3 separate regions of the Anas platyrhynchos genome follow, and regions 1 and 3 are each linked to region 2. Evidence: chromatin contacts called from public Hi-C data. All regions are on one chromosome and are shown on one strand. Each heading gives the region's core, a stretch centred on a gene start, on an enhancer-like site or on the middle of the called end of the contact. The rest is flanking DNA. Distances are from core to core; before and after follow the strand shown.

What was found. Hi-C and Micro-C count contacts between places; a contact is called where the count stands out from the background.
Region 1: a contact with region 2 is called in a Hi-C map of subcutaneous adipose tissue, with 2.7 times the contacts expected there. The contact joins the promoter of LYSMD4 here to the promoter of LRRC28 in region 2. A contact is called at or near these places in 3 of 8 Hi-C or Micro-C datasets (skeletal muscle, small yellow follicle and subcutaneous adipose tissue).
Region 3: a contact with region 2 is called in a Hi-C map of subcutaneous adipose tissue, with 4 times the contacts expected there. The contact joins the enhancer-like site here to the promoter of LRRC28 in region 2. A contact is called at or near these places in 7 of 8 Hi-C or Micro-C datasets (F1 follicle, F5 follicle, liver and 3 more).

What each region holds. Positions count from the first base shown.
Region 1 is chr11:21,509,445-21,513,340 of IASCAAS_PekinDuck_T2T, reverse strand. LYSMD4 (LysM domain containing 4) reads left to right here and starts at 1,398. Exons shown (of 2, transcript XM_038185095.2): 1 at 1,398-1,823; 2 at 3,817-3,896. The coding sequence starts at 1,608.
Region 2 is chr11:21,320,671-21,324,439 of IASCAAS_PekinDuck_T2T, reverse strand. It overlaps LRRC28 (leucine rich repeat containing 28), which reads right to left and starts at 1,910. Exons shown (of 11, transcript XM_027465896.3): 1 at 1,794-1,910; 2 at 1,099-1,242.
Region 3 is chr11:21,493,704-21,497,517 of IASCAAS_PekinDuck_T2T, reverse strand. MEF2A (myocyte enhancer factor 2A) reads right to left here. Exons shown (of 12, transcript XM_021266620.4): 9 at 3,605-3,628; 10 at 1-47. Among named protein-coding and RNA genes, the nearest start is that of LYSMD4, 16 kb to the left of the region's middle. Within about 2 kb of position 2,342, at least 1 of the 8 cell types and tissues checked has an H3K27ac peak or open chromatin away from gene starts, as enhancers often do. A contact at or near this core is called in subcutaneous adipose tissue, where this site is marked.

The sequences.
Region 1 (3,896 bases), core at 149-2,648, 190 kb before region 2:
CTAAGCTGTATGTTAAGTTACTAGTTTTCCCAAGTGCAGAACTCAGACTATCGCTGAGTGACCTGGAATCCAAATAATAGATTTGATGGCAAAGTACAGAAGGCTGCCTAAAGAGAAACAAAGAAATACACAAGGAATATGTGTGAAATGAAAACACTTCTGAAGGGAGCCTGCAAAAAAACAAAGCAGAAGTGAGGAAGAGAACAGCAACTCTGGGTCTGAGCAAAAAGAGCTTGAAGGAGTCACAGGGACAAGAAAGGAGAGAACCCTATTCCAGTTCATGCTCTTCTGGAAAAGCCAGAACCAAGACCTTCACTGAAGTTGTGATTCTTTATCAGAATGACATTAACCGTGACATTTCCCAGGAAGGAATTTGCGTCCATGTGAATGTTGGCTGGTGCCCAGCGTCACAGCCACTGCCACTTGGGATTAAGGGAAAGACTTTTCAGTTCTGTTGCCCTCTGCATTGACATAAATCAGGAGTAGGAGGATTTCTTTCTGGAGTTCAGGGCACATATGACAATTATGTTGGTTAAATGTGTATAATGACAAAAGCATTCAGCTCTCAGACAGGCTTCAGTTGTTCGTGTCTGTGCAGCTCTCACAACATATCTGTGGACAACAAAAACATCCTAATGCTTGGGCATGACGACATCCCCCATCCAGCTGGCCTGGAGCCAGCGTCAGCTCTCCTACAGAACAGGCAGTTGTTTCTTGGTAAGAACGATTGTGCTCTCCACATTGACCACAGTTTGCATAAATTCAGCTTCAGCAGTGCAGAGGGGCCGTGCTGCTCTGCGCTGTGGGGTTGGGCTGTCCTGCGTGAGCTGCAATGGCTCAGAAAAGGCCGGGGAGCCAGCAAATGCTGCTTGGGAATGACACGAGGCTGAACCTGAGCGGTTACAAACAGAAAGCTCAGTGGAGGACGCTTACACTGAAAAAGCCTGGAGACGGCAGGTAATTCTCTAAGGTGTTTTGGAAAGCCTCCCGTCATGGTGCTTTTTTTTCAGGAAAATGAATCTTTGTTGTGTGAATTAACTCATAGTGGAATAATCCCACTCTGCTAGGAGCAGAATTCTTACAGAGGTGAGAACAGGTATGATATTTTGAGGTAAAATCGGATAGTTTGAAGGCCCGTAGGGCTGAAGGGGCCGGGCAGCGCTGAGGGGACGGCCTCGCATTGCCCCGCCCCCCCCCCGGCCCTGCCTCACCACAGCGCCTCCGTCAGCCCCGGGGCCTCCCGCCAGGGGGCGCTGTCCCTGGAGGCAGAGCCGCGGCCCCTTTAAGCGGCGCCCTCCCGCCGGCCACGTTCCAGCGCTCAACCAAACCCGCTGCCGCTCTGCTCCGCCTCCTCCCATTGGCCGGCTGGCGCTGAGGTCCCGCCTCCCGGCGCTGCGAGCCAATGGGAAGGCGGGGCAGAGGGGCGGTAGGTTGAGGTGCGCGGCGCTGAGGGGAGCCCTGACGGGGCGCTCCCGGCGGGGCGGCGCTGAGGCGATTTGAGGTGCGGGGGGGCTGCGGGGCGCCGCCGGTGCGGCTGTGAGCGGGCTGTGAGCGCCCCGTGAGGCGAGTCGGTACAGAACCCGGCCCTGCCGCAGGTGCCGAGGCCGATGGAGGCCGCCCGCAGCCCCCCCGGCCGCCAGCCCCGCGCCGGGCCCGGCCCCGGCCCTGAGGAGCGGCCCCGAGCCGGGCAGCTGCGGCCCCGCGGCGGGGAGCAGCGGCCCCCAGGGGCTCCCCGCGGCCGGGCGGGGGCCGTGGTGCTGCTGCAGCGAGAGGTGGCGGAGGGCGACAGCCTGAACAAGCTGGCCCTGCAGTACGGCTGCCAGGTGAGAGCTGGGCGGTGGGGGGGGGTCCCCGAGCCTCCCGGCAGCATTGGCCCAGCACGGGTGGGGAGCGGTCGGTGGCCGGGCACGCTGCAGGGGTGGGCTTAGAGGAGCAGAGAAGCCAAAGTCCGGGTCACAGAGCCCCTGTGCTGGCCGGGGTGTGGGTTGGGTTGTTCCCCGCAGCACCCAGAAGCCTGAGCAGTTCGGCCATCAAGAGTGCACGTGCACAGGGAGCTTTCTCCGGAGTTGGAACAGGCTAAAAAACATCAGCTCTGTGCCAAAGGGGTGAGCTTTATGGGAAAAACTCCTGGGAACTTTAATTACCTGATCTGAACATCAGAAATACCCCATTGGTTAGCAGTTAAAGCTGTGTATTTAGAGCCTCCTGTATCTGCCAGCGAGACTGTGATTAAGAAGTTCCATGATGCAAACAGTTGGACAGTGACCTGCTTGGGGGTAATGGCAGAACTGGCTGAACGGCTGCAGCGCTGTTGCAGCCTGTCTTGCTTAATAACAGCTGTGAGGTGCAGCTGAAGCAAGAGGGCTTGGAGGAATTGCGACAATTCCTCCCCTCCCATTCCCTTAGAAACAAAACCAAAACAAAAAAGCCCTCCTGGGCTCCACTGCCGAGCTGATGCTTGTGAGGAAGAGCCTGGTGGGGTTTGAGCGGGCTTTGGCTGGAACCAGTAGAGCAATGAGACCTCAGAGCCATGGCAGATGACTTTGTAGTAAGGCGATGTTCCTCTTTCAGCACCAGCAGCTGCATGGTTATTGCCACTTCCACCAAATCATGGCAGTCCATGAACTCCAAGGATTCTGAACAACTCCTGGTTTATGTCAGGAACCATCCCAGTGTGCCCTGTAATGTAACAGAGGGCTCGGTCCTGCCTCTGCCATCCCCGTCTGTCCACAGAGTCCAGTTGCTCATCTGGTGGGGACAGGGAGCTGATGGGGGCTGGGGTGGCCGTGTTCTCCAGCAGGAGGAATGTCCAACTGCCTCCAATTCCAGAACGCACACTTCTGACCTGCTCTGGTTTAACTAGAGAGAGAAATCCTCATTGCTGGAGATCTGTGTGACCATCTGTGTACCTGCTGGCCCTGACATGGCACAGTGTGGGTGTATCTTGGGTTACTCGCACAGTTAAGCAGCTCCTGTAAGGGCACTGAGATCTGTAACTGCACAAGTCTGTGACTGTTCAAAATGTACGGGATGAGCTTTTCTGAAATCCAAGGGAGTTGGTTTGTTACCAGGGCCTATCTGGGGCAGGGGCACTGAGGCAGTGCAAGGAGTAGTTAGTTCTGTGTGTGCTATAGACAACTTGGCAGAGATGCGAGGCACTTGAAACTTCTCCTTTTCACTCTTGACCATTTATAGTCTGGGCCTGGCTTTGGCATTGTTTCTAGCTGGGACAAGAAGAGCTCGCTGCAGCCAAAAATGAGTACAAAAAATGGCCTAAATGGCTTGCGCAGCCTCGTGCTCTTGCGTTCTTCCCATCAACTTTGTTGGTGCGCTGTGGGTGCTGCTCCCCTTCCCGTTCCTGGAGCTCCAGCACAGCATCGCAGTGCTTGGCTGCAAATGCTGCGGGGGACATTTGCTGTCCCAGTGATCTGTTCTGGATGGAACAAAACAAAACACTGAAGCATCACCTCAGTTAGGATGCTTTGTGTCAGCCTAACAAAGTAACGTTGAAGGGTTTAATTCCTGATGTTAGGCGGGGGCAAGCTGCCAGGCATCTGACCCCGCAGCTGAGGGTTCCCTTTGCTTCAGGGGCACCAGACCGGGCCCTGGGTTAACCACCCCCTGTTCAGGTGTCCCCAGCGTCGCAGAGCAGGCAGGAAAGGCTCCGCACTGCACTAAGCCACTTGCAGCCAGGGCTTGTTTTCACCTCAGGCTGGTGCTCGCAGCCTGGTTTTGTAGCCAGTTCCCGTTTCAGTGCCGGCAACAGGTTGGTTGGGTCGTCTGAACTAATCCTGGTGTCCTCTTTGGGTGCTGCAGGTGGCGGATATCAAACGCGTCAACAACTTCATCAGGGAGCAGGACCTGTACGCGCTGAAGTCCATCAAGATCCCGGTGAA
Region 2 (3,769 bases), core at 661-3,160:
TGGACAGCAAGCATGACCATTTTGAAACAGCATAGCGGAAATTCTACAGCAAGAAAATTTAGTAAGAGCTAGATGTGACTGCAGACTTTCAGCTGTCTTAACTAAAATTAAGAACAGAAAGAACAAGGCATCAAGCTTTAACTGACGTCAAAGCCAAAAACCAAAGTACGAATAAAAGCTAAAAATTAACCTGTATCTGACACCAGACTTTATTTAGCTTCTTCTGCAGATATAGCCAAAATTCTAGTCATTCTTACATTGTGTAGATTTGGGTAAGAGCAACATTCAGTCTTTTCAACTGTCTCAGGACTCAAGAAAACATCATATATCCAGACCATTTATAAATCTAAAGTTGGAGGTTTGCTACAGAGTTGTGTGTATAAATTCATTTACATTAAAAAAAAAAAAAAAAAAAAAGAATTGCAACTGTTTTCCACCAGTAAAGTTTTTCGTTTTAGCTTATTCTTTCACTAAGAGATAGCTCATAACACCTACTGGAAGCTTAAGTATAGGCTTTCTTGTTGATAACCCTATCTGATTATAAGGTAGCCACTGGAAATAAAACTCAGCTGGAGACTGAGAACCGGACCATCCATGTAGACCAAACTACTTGATCAGTTCTAGTATTTCTCTTGATTCGCAGCTAAGTGGCTTTTATCAATGACCTATGCCCTTCTGGAAGAATACAGCAATTTTTTTTTCATTGTGTGACATGCATACTACTAACAACTCGGATGTAATATCCTGCACTCCTCTTCTAGTCCTAAACTATCCCCAATTCAGGAAACACTAAGACCAGTTCTGTAAGCAAAGGTCTAACATTTTCAGAATTCTTTTTAAGATTCCAAAGTATTGGGCTAACTTAGGTTAGGCTAAACAGTTTTCATGAGAAGAAAAATCGCTGTAACAAACAGTTGCCTCTATCGGCTGTCACTTTCAGGAGACAGCATGCAGGTACTGCTGGCCTGTGGCACTAACTATACTGAAGCTCTCTTAGTTCAGCGGGTAGAGGAAACAAACTCCACATCTGTGATCAGCTTTAAAATAACTCAAGGAGGCACATCAGAATTTTTAAGTCTGTGAGCATTTAAGCACTACCTGCTGCTACAGAAGAAACAGTGAAGGAAAGCTCATCCTCCCTGATAAGTATGAAGCAATCTCAGGCACGATGACTGCTTCTGTGGAGATCATGCCTCGCTCCCTGCTTTTTCCATTTAAAAGCATGGCTTTTAGTTTTTATTTCTGCCTTTAAAAGAACAAAATATTAGGTCAGAAAACACACAGACACCCCAAAGCTTTCCGCCTTCTCCATGGATCACATCTCCATGCTCTGAACTTGCCGAGGCTCCACGAACCCCTTGGACCGCGTTTAGCCGTGGACACACAGCTACAGCCCGTGCAAGCCCAGAGCTGCCACCACCACACAGCTCTATTTTGGCTGTTACCCCGAAGGAAAACCCTCCTGGCCGCTTCCACCGGCAGCCAACCCTTTTTATTTATTTTTTTGCCTCTAAATCCCCTTCCCGCACAGGCAGCGGAGCAGAGCCCGGCGGAACAGGCGCCCCCAGCCTCCACAGGGCAGGAGCAGCCGGGCTGAGGCGACTGAGGCCGGGCACAGCGAGGGGTCGGGCCCCCGGCCTCGGCCCGGGGAAGGCTTCGCACCCACACCGCGGAGACAGCGCCGAGCCCGCGCTCTCCGGGGGGCCGGCAGCGGCCGGGGCGGGCAGCGGGGGATCCCCCCGTCCCCACCGCGTCCCGCCCTGCCCCGCTCCCGGCGGCCGGCGGCCACTCACCGGCGGGCGGCGGGCAGCACCTCGGCCCCCTCCGCTCGGGGCCGCCGCCGGCTCCGAGCACCTGAGGGCGGAGCAGGGCGGGCCGCGGCCGCGCGAGAGCGCCGCGCAACTCTCGCGAGACTTCCCCCAGCCGCCCGCTCCCGCCCGCTCTCCCCTCTCAGCCAATCGCAAGGCGTGCCGCTGCGCGGTATCCAATGGGAAGTTCGGTTCTGTCAGGGCTTGGAGGTCCGGCAGCGGCCAATGAGGAGCCGGATCGCCTCAGCGCTTGTCCCGCTTCCTGCTGTGGCGGGGCTGTGAGGGGCAGAGGGAGCCCAGTGGGGGAGCTTGGCTGTGCTGCTGGCTGCCTGGCCGAGCTGTTTAACACACCAGTTATCCCTTCCTAACAGATTTCAAAGGAAAATATCACTTGCAAGAAAAAGTTGTGGCAAAATTCCCTTTCCCCCTCTAAATTTTGTTACAGCTAATGCTACTTTTTCTCTGCTGACAGCAGACGAGACCCTTAGACAACATACCTACGCCCCCCACCTCACATTGTCCCCATTTTTACCTCTGATAGTTGGTCCCGAGGAAACTGAAGCGGGTCTATGCACTGCTCACCTGGTTTTGGTTTTAAATGTACATGTAGAGTCACTCCCAATACTTAAGACCTATCCTTAGGAAGGTCTTTTTGTTATGTCAGTGTTCTAATGCCAGCAAATTCCCTAATGTTCAAAATATTAAACGTTACTGGGTATTAAAAATTCTTAAATTATTGTTTGCTGATTAGGTCCATAAACCGTCGAAAAAAAATAATAATCCCAGTTTCTTTCTATTTCCCACAGACTGGTTAACATAAATTTATTATTATTTTTTCTGCTCACAGCAACAAAGGAGCTACAGAGATGAGAGCAATGCTAAAATGTCTTCGGTTCTGCTCTGTCATGAAAACAAATTCAGCTCTCAGAGTATTTCTGTGGTCATTATAAAACAATTTCCGCGGGGATTCAACATAAACTGCAGAATCAGTTTGCAATCACTGAAACTATTAAAGATTTTGATGATATATATAAAGTACTGGATTTGTCAATATTCCAGGGGAGAATTTTAAAACTGACAATTTTAAATCATAGTTTGTAATGTCTCTCTCTCTCTTTTTTTTTTTTTGTGTGTGTGTGTGTGTGTGTGTGTGTGTATGTGTGTGTGTGTGAGAGACGGTTCCTTCTAGCAGTATTTTAAAATGTCTTCTCACATTTGACAAAAAAGAGTAACATACACGAATCCCTCCAGACTGCTTCTCAGTTAGCAGAAGAGTAGTCTTTGTAGAAAAAGATGAACTGTTCTTTGCCAAGACAAACAAACGAACATCCTCACCCACCTCAACTATATTACATTTTCTTCCTATCTGCTAGGAGATCTCACTCTCTCTCCCGCCTTTCCTCCTGCAGCAGTGACTCAGGATTCTCCATTGTCTTGCAGAGCCTGCAATTGTCACGCTCACTCATTCTCAGTCTGATTTTTTTTTCCTCAACTGATGTGATCACACCTCCCAAGCTTGTGTCATCAAATTCTGTGCTGTGCTTCTAAAAAGCGCTGCTCTCTCCGATCTGAAATCTGATCTTTGAAGCTCTGATCCTGCACAGCACAGGTGTAAAGTCTTGCCTGTGTAGTCACAAGGCTAAAAATGATGAGCAGAACAGGAGCATTGGAATCTGTTCTTCCATTAAGGAGAATGCTTGCCGCATGGTTGCCAAGTCATTCCCATCCCATGAGTGAGACTAGTAGGAAACCCTTCACTAAGTAGATGGGTTCTTTTTCTTTACCATAGTTTAATTCTTAATTTTGTGCTTCTAAGAGCAGGTAAACCAAGGGCTCAAAATTTACATCGTTCCCAGAAGGATGACTGATCTCATCTGTGCCTACATAGAGAAGCTATTAAAGCTTGTCTTGAAGTGCAGCAGCTTTATAGAAGTAGATCTATTTAAGCTGTTTGCAGTTGC
Region 3 (3,814 bases), core at 1,093-3,592, 170 kb before region 2:
GTAGCAAGAGGCTGTGTAGACTGAGAACTACTTATCCTTTGGGTATTCTAAAAATGATTAAAAATAACATGTCTTGTGAGATATCAGTTAGAACAATGGAAAATTACGTGCTAATATAAAAATAGCATTTGATTAAAATGTGTTTCTTTGCTTTCTATTTTAGTTAAGAAAATGTACTTCTTATCAGGATAAATTTTCTAAACAAACCAAAACATTTCAAGACTCAACCAAAAATTATCGTGGCTAACAGAAGTTAAAAATTAAGACTCAGTGGTCCCCCTTCTGTGCATGCAGATTTCATCAGTGTTAATTTGAGTTGTAGGACATAAATAAATGCAATATCTTAGTGATACACACAACAATTCTCAGAAGTTCTTAAGTGATTTAAAGAGTTTTAAGCCATATTTTTGAAGAGGATTTAATGCAGATGGCGAGGTGCAGTTCCATTAGAAAAGAGACTCCCACTTTCCAGTTGGTTATCAGATTTTCAAGTTTTAGCTGCCAGCTTTGACACTGTGCTGACTACACCTGTCCTGAAAGGAGATCTTATACATTTCTGTTGATAAGACCTCAGTGATAAAATAATCCTGCCGTTCCCATGGCTCCTGAGAAGCTGGTGAAGTACTTGTTACAAAGCAGATCCCTTTCAAAGCAAACGACATCTGACTTCACACAGAGCAACTATGCTTTTTGACAGGAAAAACAGCTGAACTACATTGTCTCAGATTATCTGTTCTAACTGTAGGCGTGAAGAGTCTGTCTTTGCCACATACTGCAATGAACATCTGTAGCAAACATATCACTCAAATTAAGCTCTTCAACTAAATTTGCTGTTTCGAAAGCCTTACATTAAACATTGCACTGAATACCACCAGACAGAAAGCTGCTCTGTCACAGAAGTCGCGGAGGCAACTTCAAGTGCAGCAATGCCACATTTTGATTTTTGAACAAGAGATGCTTACCCTTACCTACAGAAGGCTTAGTGTCCCTTTGTCTATGCTCTGTATTTCTGCATTCTCAAAGAAGCATTCTTGATTAAGGCAGCTAGATTTCAAATTGCTTAATATGTTTTTAAAGTAAGCCTCCCTCTGTCTCTGAAAAAAGTATTTGCTATAAGAATAGCATTTTTTCATCTCTTTGCTAGAGTTTCATTTCCTAGCTTTAGAAGAATGAAGCTGCTAGGACTTGTTCTCATTTAGGACAGGCACATGAGCATTTCACTATCTGCAGTACTTTTTCTTTTCCCTCCACTCTGATCTTGAGAGAGTGAGCAGCTTTAAAAACTCATGATTCTCTTTATAATAATGGGATGAGCAGGTACAAAAACGTGGCTCTATTCAAATTTAAGCTAAAACTTATGAGGATGAATTGAGGGCTATCAATCCCTGGCTTTTATCCTTCCAGTTTAAAAAAAAAAATCACACACCACAGCTACCATATTAAAATAGGCTACAGTCTTCCACTGGCTACCACCCTCTGATCTGTTTTGTCTGGACGTTGCAGAAAGCCCACCTCTGGGCCTGGTAAGGCTTTGGCATTCGCTCAGCAGATGTACCCACTCTGCTTCACAGGTCCCAGATTTCTAAGCCGAAAGTCACAAAGCAAGTCCCACTGATCTTCTGTGCAATTTATCCTTCTAAATCACTTATGTACTTCTGAAAATCTCCACTAGCCCGAGTTGATCTGGCAGAAAGGTATGTTATTAGAGCAGATTTCTGTCTGTCAGTAATTGACCTTTTTCCAAAGCTTTCTTGGATGGCAGCCTATAAAGTTGGGATTACAGTATAATGGAAAAGTTAGGAGTATACTGGGAAACAATCCAGACCAAAGGATTTCCCCTTGGGATTTTTATTTATTTATTTATTTTGAGTGGCTAATAAAGGTGGTTTTCTGAGGTGGTTTATTTTTAAATAGAATTCCTGAACACTCAGTCAAGCAAGGACACCGAGAAGTACCTACTATTTGTTGTACCTGGGAGTCAGCCAATCCAAGACTTGTGACAGCCTTCAAATTATTATTTTTTTTAAGCTGGTGCAAATAATAGCAGGAACAGGAAGAGCTGGATACCTTCGTTTCCTGCTATGCTACCGGTGCTATCTCTGGTTTTCACGTTCTGTGCTCGGTTCCAACCGCACAGAACGAGCACTCACAGCCATGGTTTGGAACTGCTGTCTAGCGCTAAATTTAGCATCAGAAACGAGCATAATAAGCAAGATTTCAGGTACACTTCGTATTGCTTTGCCATGTTTAAGAGCCTTTAAGAAAGGCATTGCTGGCTTTCCTTTGTGTGCCTTTCCCCTAGCACCAGAGCCCACTGGAGAGCCACTAGAGGGCCCACGCTGCACACACAACCCGCACCTCAGCCCCTCACACCGCCGAGCAATGAGTTTAGCTGGTAGCAAAGCCTTCATTCAACTGCTTTTGAATAATTCCAATTTCTGACATGTATGCAACGCTATTTGATTAAATGTTCCTGTGTTGACTTAAAGCTCTATTTCCTGCCCTGGAAACCAGACATTGCTCTACAGAAGCAAGGATGTGCGTGACAGCTGTTTGGAAGTGCTCAATTAGCAAGTCATTCCGATAAACCTTAAAAACTTCAGTACCACATTTCAAAAATCGTTTCTCCTCGCTTTCTTAAGTCTATCGTTCACATTTAAGGTAAAAATCAACCAACAGCATGCATTTATTAAGAAGTGTATGCAAGTCACTACATATTCCATGCTTTCATGCAATTAGAGCCTCATATTAGCAACAGGTCCATGTTCAAAACCACATCAAATTGTACAATCTGCAGAATTCTTTGTCTGTCTTTACAATTGCACGCTGTTGCAGCACCTTCTGCACGGTTCGTGCTACGGCAGCTAAACAATTTGCAAATTGCTCTAAAAATAAGTTATGAATTATTTCAGCCTTACGTTATTTTCCAGACAGAATGCCAAATGTTAAAACCTTTTGGAAAAAAAAATAAATAGAAAAAAAAAGAATCCCAAGGGTTTCCTTTCAAAAACAGAATCTTTCCACTGGAAAAAGGTAGAATAATTCATTTTGCAATTCTCTACTCCTTTCAGTAAACAGGGAACACCCCTGTGGTTTGATAATCTCACGCAGGATGAAATAATTCCGCACTCCAAAAAGGTGACCTCACCAGCAATGATGTAATCTCCATGAAAATAAGTAATACATGGCTTGTGTTACTATCTGAAGAACTTTATGAGCGAAGCCACTTTCTAAAAATATTTCAATAATTTAGGGAATAAGAGGTTGCTTATTTTTTACAAACAACAACAATAAAGACCATTAAACATCCTATACACATGGACAGTTACTCTGTAAGGCTCTTTTCCAATGTTCCCTCCAAGAAAAACAGAAATTATTTCAGGAAAAAAAGGAAGTTTACAAATAGAAAATGCTAGACTTTGGATGTGTATTCAACTTGAATTGGTCAGGTTTTGAGTTTGATAAAACAAATCTATTTTGGTCTGCTAGCAAGGGAACACTGGAATTCTTTAAAATATTTAATGAAACTACAGTTAAGAAGAACTGTAGTAGAAGAAGTTTTCAGCATCTTGCTCTCTCTCATCAAACAGGAGCCCAAACTCACCAACTCCAATTCATCCTCCTCCGACTGTACTCAGCAAACAAGAGGGATAACAGAGTTACTAAAAATAGCATTGCTTTCAAAAATGAAAGAAAAAGTCATGTTTGTGCTTCTGGATTTTTACTTCATTAATAATGTGAATTTGCCACCTGAATCTGTAAATAATACTACTAAAGTTACAATACGGTACGCAATTTAAGTCACTTAAAAGAT